Regions from separate parts of the Canis lupus genome. Here region 1 is linked to region 2. Evidence: chromatin contacts called from public Hi-C data. All regions are on one chromosome and are shown on one strand. The core of a region is the stretch at or near the end of the contact, and the rest is flanking DNA. Distances in the headings are between cores, read along the strand shown.

Region 1 (6,988 bases), core at 3,264-5,763, 140 kb after region 2:
CGCCGTGGTTCCTTCATGCTAATGCTTGACAAAGTTTTCACTAGTTTGAGACCAAATGTGAAAAATAGCTGCTGCGAGGTCTTCATAAAATTACATGTACTCAGTTTAAAGACCTGTCTGTTCTGAAATTATATATTTTCTGTATTTGGGGGGTTAAGATGTCTGGTCTGATGCAGAACGATGGTTAGAGTAGATAGATGGGTGTGTTTTTCAAAATATCTATATGAAATAAAAATTTGGCAACCTCCTCTCTGAGGCTGAAGGTAGATTTCACTAATTCTGGGACTCCTCCGCCAGCAAACATCGACCTGTGTACCGCCTCGTAGCCTGGTTGAGGTCAGCTGGGCGGGCTGCAGGAGATGCCTGATCTCCTCCACTGCAGGTGGTGTCCTGAAGGACAGAGGGAGACGAACCAAGGTTTGAGTCTTTATGCGGCTGTCCTTGTTCAATTTGTGGGCTCTCAGCCTCCGTGACCACAGGGGTGTTTCCTAAGAGGCCAGGGCACGCAGCTCCAGAGCTGGGGCCTTTGTCCATAGAGCCTCATAGCAACGGATTCCCAAACTTGCTGCCTGCTAGAATCAACTGGAGAGCTTTACTAAAATCCTCATGCCCACGTTACACCCATAGGAGTTAAATCGCAATGCCTCAGAGTGGGAGCCAGACATCAGGTCTTTGTTTGTTTTTTAAATCCCCAGGAGTTTCCAGTGTACAGCAAGGGCTGGGAATCTCTGCCTTTGAGTTTACTTGGCAGGGGTTCGAGCGTGGCTCGTGTGGGTACTGCCCCTGGAAGAGCTCCTCCCCCAGAGGCAGACCCCGAGTTGTTATTTACAGTCTTTTGGGGGAGTGGGTGTTACCCTGCTGGTTCTGATGATAATTCTAAAGAATTGTGCAGGCACACAGAATACAGAAGGTCTTGTAGCTTGTAAAACAAATGGTCCAGATCAGTGGGGAACCCCACAAAGATGGGAGTCATGATGAGGCTCTGCTGCATTTGATGCTTCCTCTTGATTTTCTGTGTAGAAATGTGGGTTATGTCGCTGTTGAGCTTCCGACTACAGAGACAGCCTCATGTGTATATATGAACTATCTGATACGAGATCAGGGGTTAGCGCAGCAAGAAGTAGATAAGTAATTGCGAAGATCTGTACCCCCGGCGCGTCCAGTGTTATTGCTCACCGGCTCTGAGGATTGTCCCTCCCCGTCCTCTTCTTCCCCTCCTCTTAAGGGACCCTGCCTCTGAGGCCGGTCACTTTGCCTCTTCTTTGCTGCCCAGCCTTCTGCTTTGGCTCACTTAGTGACCACCTCTTCTCTCTTTCTGCTCCTCACTCTCCCTCTCCTTCCCTCCTCCCTCTCCCTTCCTCCCCTCCCTCGTCTCCATCTCCATCCTGACCTTCCTCTTAACCTTCATTCTTCCACTTTAGCCTTTCTTGATAGACTCTTCCCCCAAGGCCTCCTTCTGTCCCCTTTTGCCCCCAGTCCCAGCACCAATGCAGTGCCTTCCTGAAGTTTCTCTCCATCTTCATGGTGCCTGTCTTTGGGTCCCTTAGAGCAAACATCTGTCATAATTAGTGACTCCTCCTCTCTTCCTTACACTTTGTTCTCCTCCTGCTTTCACCAAACTGTGGATCCCTTCTTGTAGCTTCTCTCCTAGCCATCTCGCAGCTGCATGGCTCCCAGCCCAGCATGAGCCCAGACTCCCTTTTCCTGCCTCGCTGGCCCACCACATAGGGAGCTCCTCGGCCTGCCCTGCTCTCCACGCTGCTCCAGCCCCATCCTGCGGCTTCCTGTGCAAACCCACGGAGCCTGGCGGCCCCGCTGTCTCCCCACTTCTCCCCTGCCCTCCCTTCTCTCGCCTCAACTCTTACTCCTTGCATTTTCCTTCCTGTACAAAATGTGTATAAGAACAGGGAGTAATCTTTTTCTCTGAATTTCCTACATTCTTGTGATCTTTTTCCCCACAGGGTTTTTTGTTGTTGTTGACCACCATGTCCCACTGATCCTTCCCCTGCTTCCCTCTGTCTTGTGCTTGTGCTTCCCTCAAACTTGTGGGTGGCCAGGACCATCTTTGCCCCGGGCCCCACATGGTCAGGGTTTCCGGCACCCCTTTGCTTGCAGGATGATTTTACATTATGGGTGGAGTTGTCAGTTCCCTTCCTACAGTGAGAGAGTTGGCCGGGAGTGATATAACTAGTATTTTGAATGAAGGAAAACCTAAAAGAGAGACAGTAGAGCGTTTTCTGAAGAAGTGCTTTGAGGAGAGTCTCCCATAACTGGGAATTTAGTATATAATAATAGGGAATGATCAAAATAATAGTTTGCGTTAGTGGGCACCATGGCAAACATGTTGGTCAAGGGCTTGTTCTCTCATGTAATCCTTCTGAGCCCCTCTCCTGATGTGTAAGGGAGGGTGATTGTGTCTGTTTCATGAGTTATGAGCATCTAAGTGAATTAATAAAGCCCTGACCTGTTAGCCTAGTTCCTCTTCAATAAATGGTACCATTATTTTTATTTACCCATCATAAAGGAATACCATAAAGGTTGCCTGTCACCGGAGGGGCAGCTATAGGTACGGTGAACAAGGCCATTCTGGCCCTTGGCTTGGAAATCCCGACGTGGAGCTCACTTACTAGGATGTTCCAGTGGCTTGGGAAATGCATGTTGGGCACCCACCATGCGGGGGTCATAGTGGACCCGAAGGCTAACAGGATGAGTCAGGCGTCTGCAGTCTGCCCTGGAGGAACCAATGAGTGAGGCTTTAGACAACTTAGAGAAAGAGAAGGCAAGGGAAGACTTCAGGGAGAGGTTTTATCCTGATGGAAGAAGGCTTGCTATGGTGCTTTCCCAAGACTGTGAGGAGGAAGTTGAGAGGTGGGGTGGTGCCCACAGGGGTCTGGGCCATAAAGGTCCTGCCTGCAGACACCCCACACTGTGTTTGTGAGACCAGAGTGAGCTCCATCCCTGGAGCCCATGGCCACAGACAGTGTTAACCCAGACCCAATGCTGCTCCAGCTCTGAGCTCCTGAAAGACCCCGTCTTTCCCAGTGTTTGTCCCAATTGATGGGGAGAGAGCACCATGTTTTTATTACTGGAGAGCTCCTAAAGGATCCATGCATGAACTAGGGATGCTGGGAAAATACTAAGTGGATTCACAGAAATGAAACCTCACACCCTCACTGTTCTCTCTGCATTTCCAGCCAAATCCAAATGTCCTGTTTAAGATGAATTGACCCTCTTTTCTAAGTGGGAAAGAGCATTTGAGGCTTTACTTCCCAGAGCTGGTTGGGAAAGGAATTCTAGACAAAAATCTGAGGAAGGACAAATCTTGCATTGAATTTGCAGAGAGATTCCTGGAAATGGACTGAAAACACTCCCCTTTTCTTCTCACAGGGGAAAGTGGAAGTAGAAGCTGGGAAAGAAGGTATGAAATTCGAAGCCAGTGCTTTCTCCTACTATGGTGTGATGGCCCTCACAGCCTCTCCAGGTGAGCTCTCCTTTTCAGCCCCTTGGGGCGGGGTTGTGCTTTAAGATAGAATACTCTTCTCCTGTCCCCTTTCTGTACCTGCCGGCTAGCCCTATTTATCAACTTCTTGAGCTTTTTGTTGAAACATATCGCATATACCAGATGCCCCCTTGCCCCGCCCAATCATAAGTCTCTGCCCCCATGAATTTTCACACAGCCAACACTCCGTGTAGAGCAGCACCCAGTTCAAGAAACAAACATCACCAACCCCACAAACCACCCTCCCCACCACCACACTGTATTAGGAACTGTTCCCCACACCACTGCCTTGACTTCTAAGCTAGTAGACTGGTTTTGCCTGTTTTTGAACTTGGTGTAAATGAACTTCTACAGGACGTATTACATCAAGCCTGGCTTCTTTCACCCAGTGTTGTCCTTGTCACATTCATCATTATTGCTGTGTGTGCTTTATACCTTATTTCTTCTCATTGCTGTGCAGTGTCACATCATGTGAAGTGTATTTTTTCATTGCTGATGGACATGGGGGTAGTTTCCTGTTTGGAGCTACCATGAATTGGGTGGCCGTGCACATTCGTGCATGTGTTCTGGTGAGTGTGTGTGCGTTTCTTTTGGGCATATGTGTAGGAGTGGAATTGTGGGCTCCCACATGGCACCTGCAGCTTTAGTAGCTCCTGCCCTGCAGTTTGCCACAGTACGTAGCAGTCCACACTGCTAGCCTGCGTCTGCTGACAGGGGTTCCAGTTGCTCTACTTGCACTGCTAAATGTTATTGAACCTTTAAAATGTTAACTGTTCTGGAGATTTTAAAGTTTGCATTTTCCTGCGGATGAATGAGGCTGTAAATGTGTATTTATTGACTAGAGCTGGCTCTTGTCTAGACAGCTGGTCAGTTGAGTCAGCCGGCTAATGATGGGTATGCCACAGGGTGTCAACTAAGTGTTCTGAGCACAAGATGCCAGCAACTGGTATCTGCCCTAGTAGGAATAGGGAGCACAAATACCTCTGGCTTGGGGCATTGCTTGCTTTGCGGTGTGCATGTGCTTGCTGCCTTACCCTGGCTGGACCAGTGTGGACAGGTAAACAGAGGTGCTGGAGTGCCACCTTGTGGCCACAGTGCCAAATGACATGCTATGCTAGGAAACTTACAAACCCCAAACTTAAAAAAAAAAAACAAAACCCAAACTTAGAAATAACCCATCCTAAAACAACCTAGGCCACTTCTGGAAACCAGTCTCCAAAGGGGAGGGGATACCTCCAGACAGATCTCTTTTTGTGACCTCAGTATCCACCAGGCCACACAGTGTCCCAGGCATCCAGGAATATTACATTACAGTTAAAAAGCCAAGGAAGTGTTCAGGATTCTCTCATGTCCCTCAGCCTCCCCTGCCCCAGACGCATCTTCTCACTATCCCACCCTAGGGTGCTTGGCCACATCGGCCAGCCTCCCCACTGTCAACTGCTGACTAACACCAGTGTGAACATGGGCCTATCTAACCCCACTTAATCATGTCTGCTGTAAACTTGAAGGTGATCTTCTGTTCTCACTGCTAGTGAGGAGGCAGGGAGGTTCCTAACTAGTCTGGGAGGACCACTGTATATGGTTGGCTGCCTCTGAGAAAGGTCCTTAGCTTCCTCCTTATTAACAGGATACCATAAGGCTACCTGGTGTGATTGTTAGAAGAATACAATGTGAGTGCTTTTTAAGTTTGAAAGCACAGAGGAAATGTCGGTGTCAGAGTTGGGTGTTGAGCTTGTAACTGTTGTTTGGCAGCCAACTTCAAATTAGCCCTGGGTTAGCAGAGTCAGATTTAGAATGTGGCTTTGAAAAGAAAGAAGTGTAAGGGTACCATCTTATTAATCACTGTTTCTTGAAACCTAAACATTGGCCCAATTTATACTGAACTGTGGATTCACATACTGGCAAATGCCATTCAGAAATGTTGAGAGGCAGGTCTCTCATACAGCAAGCCTGTGGGGCTGCAGCAGACTGGCCTCGTTGGGAAATGCCAGGAAGGAAGGGGATCTCGTTAATAGCATCTTAATACAAAAGCCCAGTATATGACTTCACAAATAAGATTTGGGATTTTGTATATTCACTGAGAGATACAATTAGTGCTATAATCTCAAGATAATATTTCTATTTATTGATGTTGATTGCCTAGAAAAATCTTACAGTAATCAGTTTCAAGGCCCGCCCAGTTGTATGTCAATTATACTGCAATTTAAAAACAGAAACAAAAAACCCTGCCCAGGAAATAGGACTCCTGCCAGGTAGGGCAGTGCTGATTGGACTTTTCAATCAAATGGACCTGTGGCTCTCTGAGGAAGCAGTGATGAGGATGACTTTGGTCTGCCAATTCCCAGCAGACCTGTGTATAACACTCTTGATTTACTTTCCTCTGATACTTTGAACGTTCAGAGTATTCCAAAACAATTCAAAATATCAGGTCAAAATTATCATGACACAAAAGATGTCAGTGAATCGAATAACTTACTGCTTGCCATAGGTAGGGATGCTGTAGGCTTTGCTGGCGCAGGCGGCTTGGGTCATGCTCTTGGGGCAGGTGATTAATGGAGCTCCCCCGCCTTTCGTGGGGCTCATTGTGATTTAAATCCTTAAGAAGAGCACATTTTGAGCTATAAACCCCCGATAGGGCATTAATGGCTTAAGAGATTTCTAGGTTAGTAGAGAAGCATTTGAATAGGATTTCTTCTGATTCCAGGCTCCCTGTATTCCACTTCCTGGAAAGCAGCGTGTATGCCTTTTTAATTTCCCTAATATCGTATAGGCTTTGTATTTCTGGAAGTGAACGCTCATGTTAGTAGAACAGGTGTCTGCTCCTGTGCCCTGAGTGCAGAGATCTCCTTTCTTGCCTAGTGATATGGTCTCACCCTGTTTTTCTCCATTTTCCAGTTCCTTTGTCCCTGTCTCGTACCTTTGTTGTCAGCAGAACAGAGTTGTTAGCAGCAGGTTCTCCAGGTAACTCTGCATGTTTCCTTTTCATACTTCTTCCGGTTGCCTCCCTTGACCCCCCACAAAAGCCTGGCTGGCCAGATCTGTTCCCTTGATTTGGTCAAGGCTGTTTGCAGTTTCTCTTTGAGTTCTCAAACTCCACGTTTGCTGACTCAGGAGTGAGCTGTCCCGGGAAATACAAGCCCACAGCAGCTGTGGGAAGGATTCAGGACACTGACAGGGGACCCGTGGCGTGAGCAATGCTGACCCTCACAGAGTGAGGGTGATTCTGACCTGGAGCATCATTGCTCCCTGCCTGCCCCCTGCACCCCCCACTCCCGCCCACATTGCTGACCTTGGGTTTTCAGGGCAGCCCAAGGGGGCTGCTTTTGGTTCTTTGGGGCCCCAAGCACCTTAAAACCTGAGGATGCTTCTATGGGACATATGCACCCCAAAGCCTCAAGGACTGTGAAGTTTTCTCGGTGAACAGAAGCCCTGTCTGCAGAGACCTGGGCATTCTTGGTTCTGTTCATTTTTTCCAGCCTCCACGTGAAT
Region 2 (6,881 bases), core at 669-3,168:
TTGGCTATTGTAAGTAATGCTTTTATGAATGCAAGGATGCTTATATCTTTTCAAATTAGTGTCTTTATATTCTTTGGCTAAGTATCCAGAAGTGGAATAGTTGGGTCACATGGTAATTCGATTTTTAATTTTTTTTTTAAATTTTTTGAGGAATCTTCACACTATTTTCCACAGCGTTTGCACTAAGTTGATTGCCACTAACAGTGTGGAAGGTTCTTTCCTCCACATCCTAACACTTATTTCTTGTCTTTTTGGTAATAGCCATTGTAACAGGTATGAAGTGATATTTCATTGTGGTTTTGATTTGCATTCCTCTGATGATGAGTGATGTTGAACATCTGGGAAAAATGTTTATTCAGACCCTCTGGCCATTTTTATTTATTTTTAAAAACGATTTTATTTATATATTCATGAGAGACACACACAGAGAGAGGCAGAGACAGACAGAGAGAGAAGCAGGTTCCACGCAGGGGAGCCCAACGTGGGACTCGATCCTTGGTTTCCAGGATCACACCCTGGGCTGAAGGCGGCGCTAAACCGCTGAGCTACTGGGGCTGCCCCTTCTGGCCATTTTTAAATTGCTTTTTTTGTTGTTGTTGCTGTGTTGTGCAAGTTCTTTTTATGTTTTGGGTACTAAACCCTTATAAGATATGTGATTTGCAAGTATTTTCTTCCATTGAACAAGTTGTCTTCTTGTTTTGTTGGTTTCCTTCAAGTTTTTAGTTTGTTGTAGTCTCATTTGTTTATTTTCGCTTTTGTTTACCTTGCCTTTGGAGTCAGATCCACAATTTAAAAAAAAATCACTAAAACCAATGTCAGAGAGCTTGCTACCTTTTCTTGTCAGAATTTCATGGTTTCAGATCTTAGATTCAAGTCTTTAATTCATTTTGAGTCAATTTTTATACGTGGTGTAAGATGGCATTTAGTTTCATTCATTTGTATGTAACTGTTCAGTCTTCCCAACACCATTCATTGAAGAGACTGTCCTTTCCTCTTGGCTCCTTTTCCTAAATTAACCATATATGTATGGGTCTACTTCTGGGCTCTCTGTTCCATCGCATTGATCCGTATGCCTTTTTCATGCCAATACCGTATTGTTTTGATGACTATAGCTTTGTGGTATAGTGAGGGGATTCCTGACTTGGAAGGTGGGGAAACTGCTTCACTGTAACCTTCTCACCTCTCCCGCAAAGCTTTTGGGGTTTGCAGACCTGGAAAGCATTGCAGGGTGCCAACGTAACCGGCAGGTGGCGCCACGCGACCGCAAGCTGCGGCGTGAGAGCATCCCGTTGGGAGAAGTGAGAAGCTCCAGAAGAGGCAGGTCGCTAGGTGTGGGGCCACCCAGTCGCCGCTAATCCCGGGCGGAGCGGCGCCGACGGGTAGAGGAGGGTGGCGCAGCAGGTGTCCCGGCCTTTCAGGCAAACGCGCTGCTTGAGCCCTCCCCAGTCGGCTTCCCGGGTTCCTGGGGCAGCCTCCGTCGCAGGAACATTGAGCACTGCGGCAGCCGGCAACGCGGTGCCGCGAAAACCGACCGTCCAGGGCCCCAGGACATTAGCCCAGCACTGCCTACCCAGGCGCGGGGAGCTACTACCGAGGCCCCTCGGGGAGCACCAGGCCCGCAGACGGCCCCCTCTCATTGGTAGCCCGACTGCAGGCCCCGCCCCCTCTCGTACAGCTCTCGTCCGTGAGTGGCTCTCGGGCCCCAGCTGGCCACACCTCCTCCCCTCGCACATACACAAGAGTCACGCGCCTTTCAGTAGGAAACTTGGCGTGCCGAGGGGGACGGTGGCTTTCATCGCCCCACCCACCTGCCTTGCCATTGGCCCGCGGCTCCGCTCGTGACCACGCCCCCATTCCAGCCCCCTGGCTGGGAGGGCGGGCACCCGCGCGTGATTGGCTGGTCCGCCTGCCTCTCGCGGGAGCGGCTGGCGCTTCACCCTCCCTTTTCCCCCTCCCGCGAGTCTCCAGGTTCCTCAGCTGGCAGAGGCCGGGTCAGTGTCAGTCAGGGAGCCGGACCGCCGGACCGTGTGTGCGGACGCTCCGCTGCAGTCTCGCCCAGGGGCCGGTGGCTGCGCTCGCGCCGCCGGGTGGGAAGGATGAAGCCGCAGCTGGAGCAGCCACCCTATGATTGGCTGTGGCGCTTGTGAACCCGAAGTAAAGATGGCGGGCGGGCAGGCAGCCGCCGCACTGCCCACTTGGAAGATGGCGGCGCGCCGCAGCCTCAGCGCCCGCGGCCGGGGGGTCCTGCAGGCGGCGGCGGGGCGGCTGCTGCCGCTGCTACTGCTGAGCTGCTGCTGCGGCGCGGGCGGCTGCGCAGCAGCGGGCGAGAACGAGGAGACGGTGATCATCGGGTTGCGGCTGGAGGACACGAACGACGTGTCTTTCATGGAAGGGGGGGCGCTGCGGGTGAGCGAGCGGACCCGGGTCAAGCTGCGGGTGTACGGGCAGAACATCAACAACGAGACGTGGTCCCGCATCGCCTTCACCGAGCACGAGCGGCGGCCTCACAGCCCGGGCGAGCGCGGGCTGGGGGGCCCCGCGCCGCCCGAGCCGGACAGCGGCCCCCAGCGCTGCGGCATCCGCACCTCCGATATCATCATCTTGCCCCACATCATTCTCAACCGCCGCACATCGGGCATCATTGAGATCGAGATCAAACCGCTGCGCAAGATGGAGAAAAGCAAGTCCTATTACCTGTGCACATCGCTCTCCACGCCCGCCCTGGGCGCCGGCGGCCCGGGGTCCGCGGGCGGCGCCGTCGGGGGCAAGGGCGGCTCGGGAGTGGCCGGGCTCCCGCCGCCCCCGTGGGCCGAGACCACCTGGATTTACCACGACGGCGAGGACACCAAGATGATCGTGGGCGAGGAGAAGAAGTTCCTGCTGCCCTTCTGGCTGCAGGTGATCTTCATTTCGCTGCTCCTGTGCCTGTCGGGCATGTTCAGCGGCCTCAACCTGGGGCTGATGGCCCTGGACCCGATGGAGCTGCGCATCGTGCAGAACTGCGGCACCGAGAAGGAGAAGAATTACGCCAAACGCATCGAGCCGGTGCGCAGGCAGGGCAACTACCTGCTGTGTTCGCTGCTGCTGGGCAACGTGCTGGTCAACACCACGCTCACCATCCTGCTCGACGACATCGCCGGCTCAGGCCTCGTGGCGGTGGTGGTCTCCACCATCGGCATCGTCATCTTCGGGGAAATCGTGCCCCAGGCCATCTGCTCCCGTCACGGCCTGGCTGTCGGGGCCAACACCATCTTCCTCACCAAGTTTTTCATGATGATGACCTTCCCCGCTTCTTACCCGGTGAGCAAGCTGCTGGACTGCGTCCTGGGCCAGGAGATAGGCACTGTCTATAACCGGGAAAAACTGCTGGAGATGCTCCGGGTCACCGACCCCTACAACGACCTCGTTAAGGAGGAGCTGAACATCATCCAAGGAGCGCTGGAGCTCCGCACCAAGACAGTGGAGGACGTGATGACTCCGCTCCGGGACTGCTTCATGATCACGGGCGAAGCCATTCTGGACTTCAACACCATGTCGGAGATCATGGAGAGCGGCTACACCCGTATTCCGGTATTTGAGGGGGAGCGCTCCAACATCGTGGACCTTCTCTTTGTCAAAGACTTGGCCTTCGTGGATCCAGATGACTGTACTCCCCTGAAAACCATCACTAAATTTTATAACCACCCCTTGCACTTTGTTTTCAATGACACCAAGTTGGACGCTATGCTGGAAGAATTTAAGAAAGGTGGGAAATTTTGGTATCTTTCATTGGCTTGCTCTCTCTCTCTCTCCATCCTCCTCCCTACTTGAGCCCTCTACCCTCAGATCAACCCCCCAAGGCGAGTTGACCGGAATTTCTCCTGTCTCTTAATTGCAAAGTTGAAAGGGTGGCATGGATTTGGGGGATGGATTGAACTAGAAGGCGCTTCTAGGTTTTCTAAAAGCACGAGACTAACGTCACTCGCTTTTTCGCATTTCAAAAAGCAGGCTTTCTATTTTCTGTGCATGATACTGCTGGCCCTCTGGTCCTGAGGGGTCTGCTGCATACCATTGCCCCAGTTCTGAGTGGGTAAGGTGCAAGTCGGGGCCAGCTAATGCCATGCTGTGCCATCTGGTTGACATGTACTAATCTCAGGCGTTTGGAAAAACATTGAGATAGTTTCTCTAAACTCAGTACAATCCTCTTCTTCCTCCTTAACCATTCACTGACATTTCAGAGATTGGAAGTGCATTTTCGGTAGCTCTGTTCCTGGTTGTCAGGCCACCTGTGGGGCAGATTGGGCTCTGCCTTTTGAGGATAGAGGATGGGTTAAGCCAATATCACCAAAAAGATTTATGCATTTGGGTGTGACTTGCCTTAGCTAGAAAAGAGGGTTTTGTTTTGTTTTGTTTTTTTTCAAAGTAGAGTTATTAATATATAACTTGGAAAGACTAGAGGTGAGTTAACCTTTTATTAGGCTATCTTGTCTAGCTTTCTTCACTATTTGTTTATATTTACTTGACAAATAAATTTCCCAAACCAAGTGTGATTTTGGCAGAAATCTTGAACATTTAACAATGGGATGACGCCCTCTATTGTGGTTTATTTATCGCTAGAGTTTTTCTGGTTTATAAGTGTTCTTCTTGACCTTGATCGCTTGGTATGTTAAGTTGAAGTGTGTCTTCAAGTCAGTTCTCAATGTTCTGGGGAGTTTTAATAGGGAAGCTACCTGCAGAGTCTGATGTGCTCACCTTTCCCCGCATGGTGGTTATTTTTTGTTTGTTTTACCGTGTAATGAACAGGCAAATAGCAACTCATGCTATTATTAACTGAAATTCTGTCTTTAAAAAAAGTTTCCAGTAAATAGTTAGTGTTGCTATTTGAAAACCATGGGCGGCCGAGCTGTTTAATTGCTGTGGTGCTAGTGTAGGTATTAAAATATGTATGTGACCTTTAATGACCTGATAGTCTTCAAAACTAAGTTTTCCTTCTTCAGATAGAATTTTGAGCACTCATAGTGGTCTCTCCACTGAAAAAGGCTGTGTGTGTAAGTGGTGACAGCTCACTGGACGTGGCGATCTGAACATCCCCACAGAGTGTGTGGTTGCCCTAATTCCATTCTCCTGGCTGAATGGTGTCCTCTCTGGAACAGGATCACATTGCAGTAATTTTCAGATAAAGGAATAGAGCAGAATGTGCTTCAGAGATTGGTAATTTGCATTTAAAAGCAGAAGGAGATTCTTCTGGATTCTTAAACAGTAAAAAGAAAATATCCATTATCTCTAGGTGACAGAGCTTCTTTTGGGGGTGTCATTATCCTTTCACTGCTAAGTTGTTAATTAGAGCATCTGACCAATCTCTTCTCTCATTTTGCAATAATATTTCTAGTACAGAAAGATACCTTGGGATGCTTGAAAATGCCTTTGAAATACATTGTTTTCTTTCTATTGCAAGGTTTTGCAATATTGAGACGGATAATTTATTCCATGATTTTTTATTCAGAATTTTTGCATATCTACTGATGGATTGAAACACTAGTGTGCCCTCCCTGCTGAAAGAAGGCTTTCATTTCTATATCTTTTTTTCTTGGAGAATTTAACTCTTCACCTACAAGTCATTAATCCTGCCCCTATCTCAAAACTTCAAAATTTGCATTATTTTGAAACTTGTTTCTGGTTGTTCTTGAACAATATTCCTGTGTATTTTCTGTGGTTTATTTTCAGGAGGAACCTTTTCTCCTCAATATTACCTCTCACATTACCTTTAGATAACCGAATTACTAGTATTTTCCCATGAATTTTTGAAAAATAGTAATTCACAGGCAGGACTTTATTTCTGTCCTTAACCAGAGTGATGTGTTTGGTTAAGAAGATAGTAAAGGTTAAGGTACACTCAAGTTAGTGGTATGTTTGGAAGAGCGGGCAAAGACATTTGGTTGCAAATGGGAAATTTCAGCCATGATCTTAAAAAAGGATTGAGTGTTTCTTACTTAAACTGTAAGAACAATTGATTTTTCACCTTCTCTTTCTTGATCTTTTTTTGATGAGTTTGGTCACTTGAACCTTACTAGCAGCTGTGTTAATTCTTTCTTCCTGTGAGTTAAGCTATTTCACCAGATACTGTTTTCTTTATTTTCCAATTCAATTTGAAATAATGTGAACAGTCAACTTTTATTGTTTTTTGTTTTTCTCTATTGAATAATGGTGCATGGGATGTTTTTTTTTTTTTTTTTTTTTTTTGCGTGGGATGGTTTGAAGGCTTTTTCTTCCTCTTTCCTTCTTTCTCCTAATAATACCAACTGTAACTCCTTCAGATTGATAGGTCATTAATCCAGATCTCATTGAAAATTGCCCTTCCCAACTAAGAATGTCAGCCTGGAAGTCTTTTCTACATAGAGCTGGACATCATCAGTGTGAGTTATGCTTTACCAACAAGGGGAAAGGTTCGCAATGTGGAAAGAAATGAAAAACTACCTTTATAGAAGTGTGTGTGAATGTCTTCTTTCTACTGGTTAGAACACTTTGCCTGACTCCTTAGAAACAGCTTTCCTTGAGGTTGGAAGACAGTAATTATACTAATTTTACAGTCAGCTTATTATTTATTTACTGTACCAGGTACAGAGCTGCATGTTTTACATGAATTACCTTGTTTAAATCTCATAATGGCCCTGCAAAGCATTTTCTCCATTTTACAAATGAGGAAATTGAGGCTCAGGTTACATGATTTGTTCAAGGTCACACAGTAATTTGTTGATTTGGGGTTTTAACTCAGGTCTGTGACAACCAAACTTGAGCTCTTAAAGGCTCTGTGGTTAATCATTAAGTTGGTCCCCTTGATTCTGATCTTACATTTCTGCTTTGAGTGAGTGTGAAGTTTGGTCTTTTATCAAAACATTGCTTCA

The links. A called contact is a pair of places that touch in the nucleus more often than the background predicts.
Region 1: a contact with region 2 is called in a Hi-C map of blood, with 4 times the contacts expected there. The contact joins the enhancer-like site here to the promoter of CNNM2 in region 2. A contact is called at or near these places in 5 of 9 Hi-C or Micro-C datasets (amygdala, blood and liver).

Annotation. Positions count from the first base shown.
Region 1 is chr28:15,694,373-15,701,360 of UU_Cfam_GSD_1.0, forward strand. It overlaps CNNM2 (metal transporter CNNM2), which reads left to right. Exons shown (of 7, transcript XM_038578664.1): 5 at 3,388-3,481. Among named protein-coding and RNA genes, the nearest start is that of NT5C2, 110 kb to the right of the region's middle. Within about 2 kb of position 4,514, at least 2 of the 20 cell types and tissues checked have an H3K27ac peak or open chromatin away from gene starts, as enhancers often do. A contact at or near this core is called in blood, where this site is marked.
Region 2 is chr28:15,555,016-15,561,896 of UU_Cfam_GSD_1.0, forward strand. It overlaps CNNM2 (metal transporter CNNM2), which reads left to right and starts at 1,919. Exons shown (of 7, transcript XM_038578664.1): 1 at 1,919-3,745. The coding sequence starts at 2,125.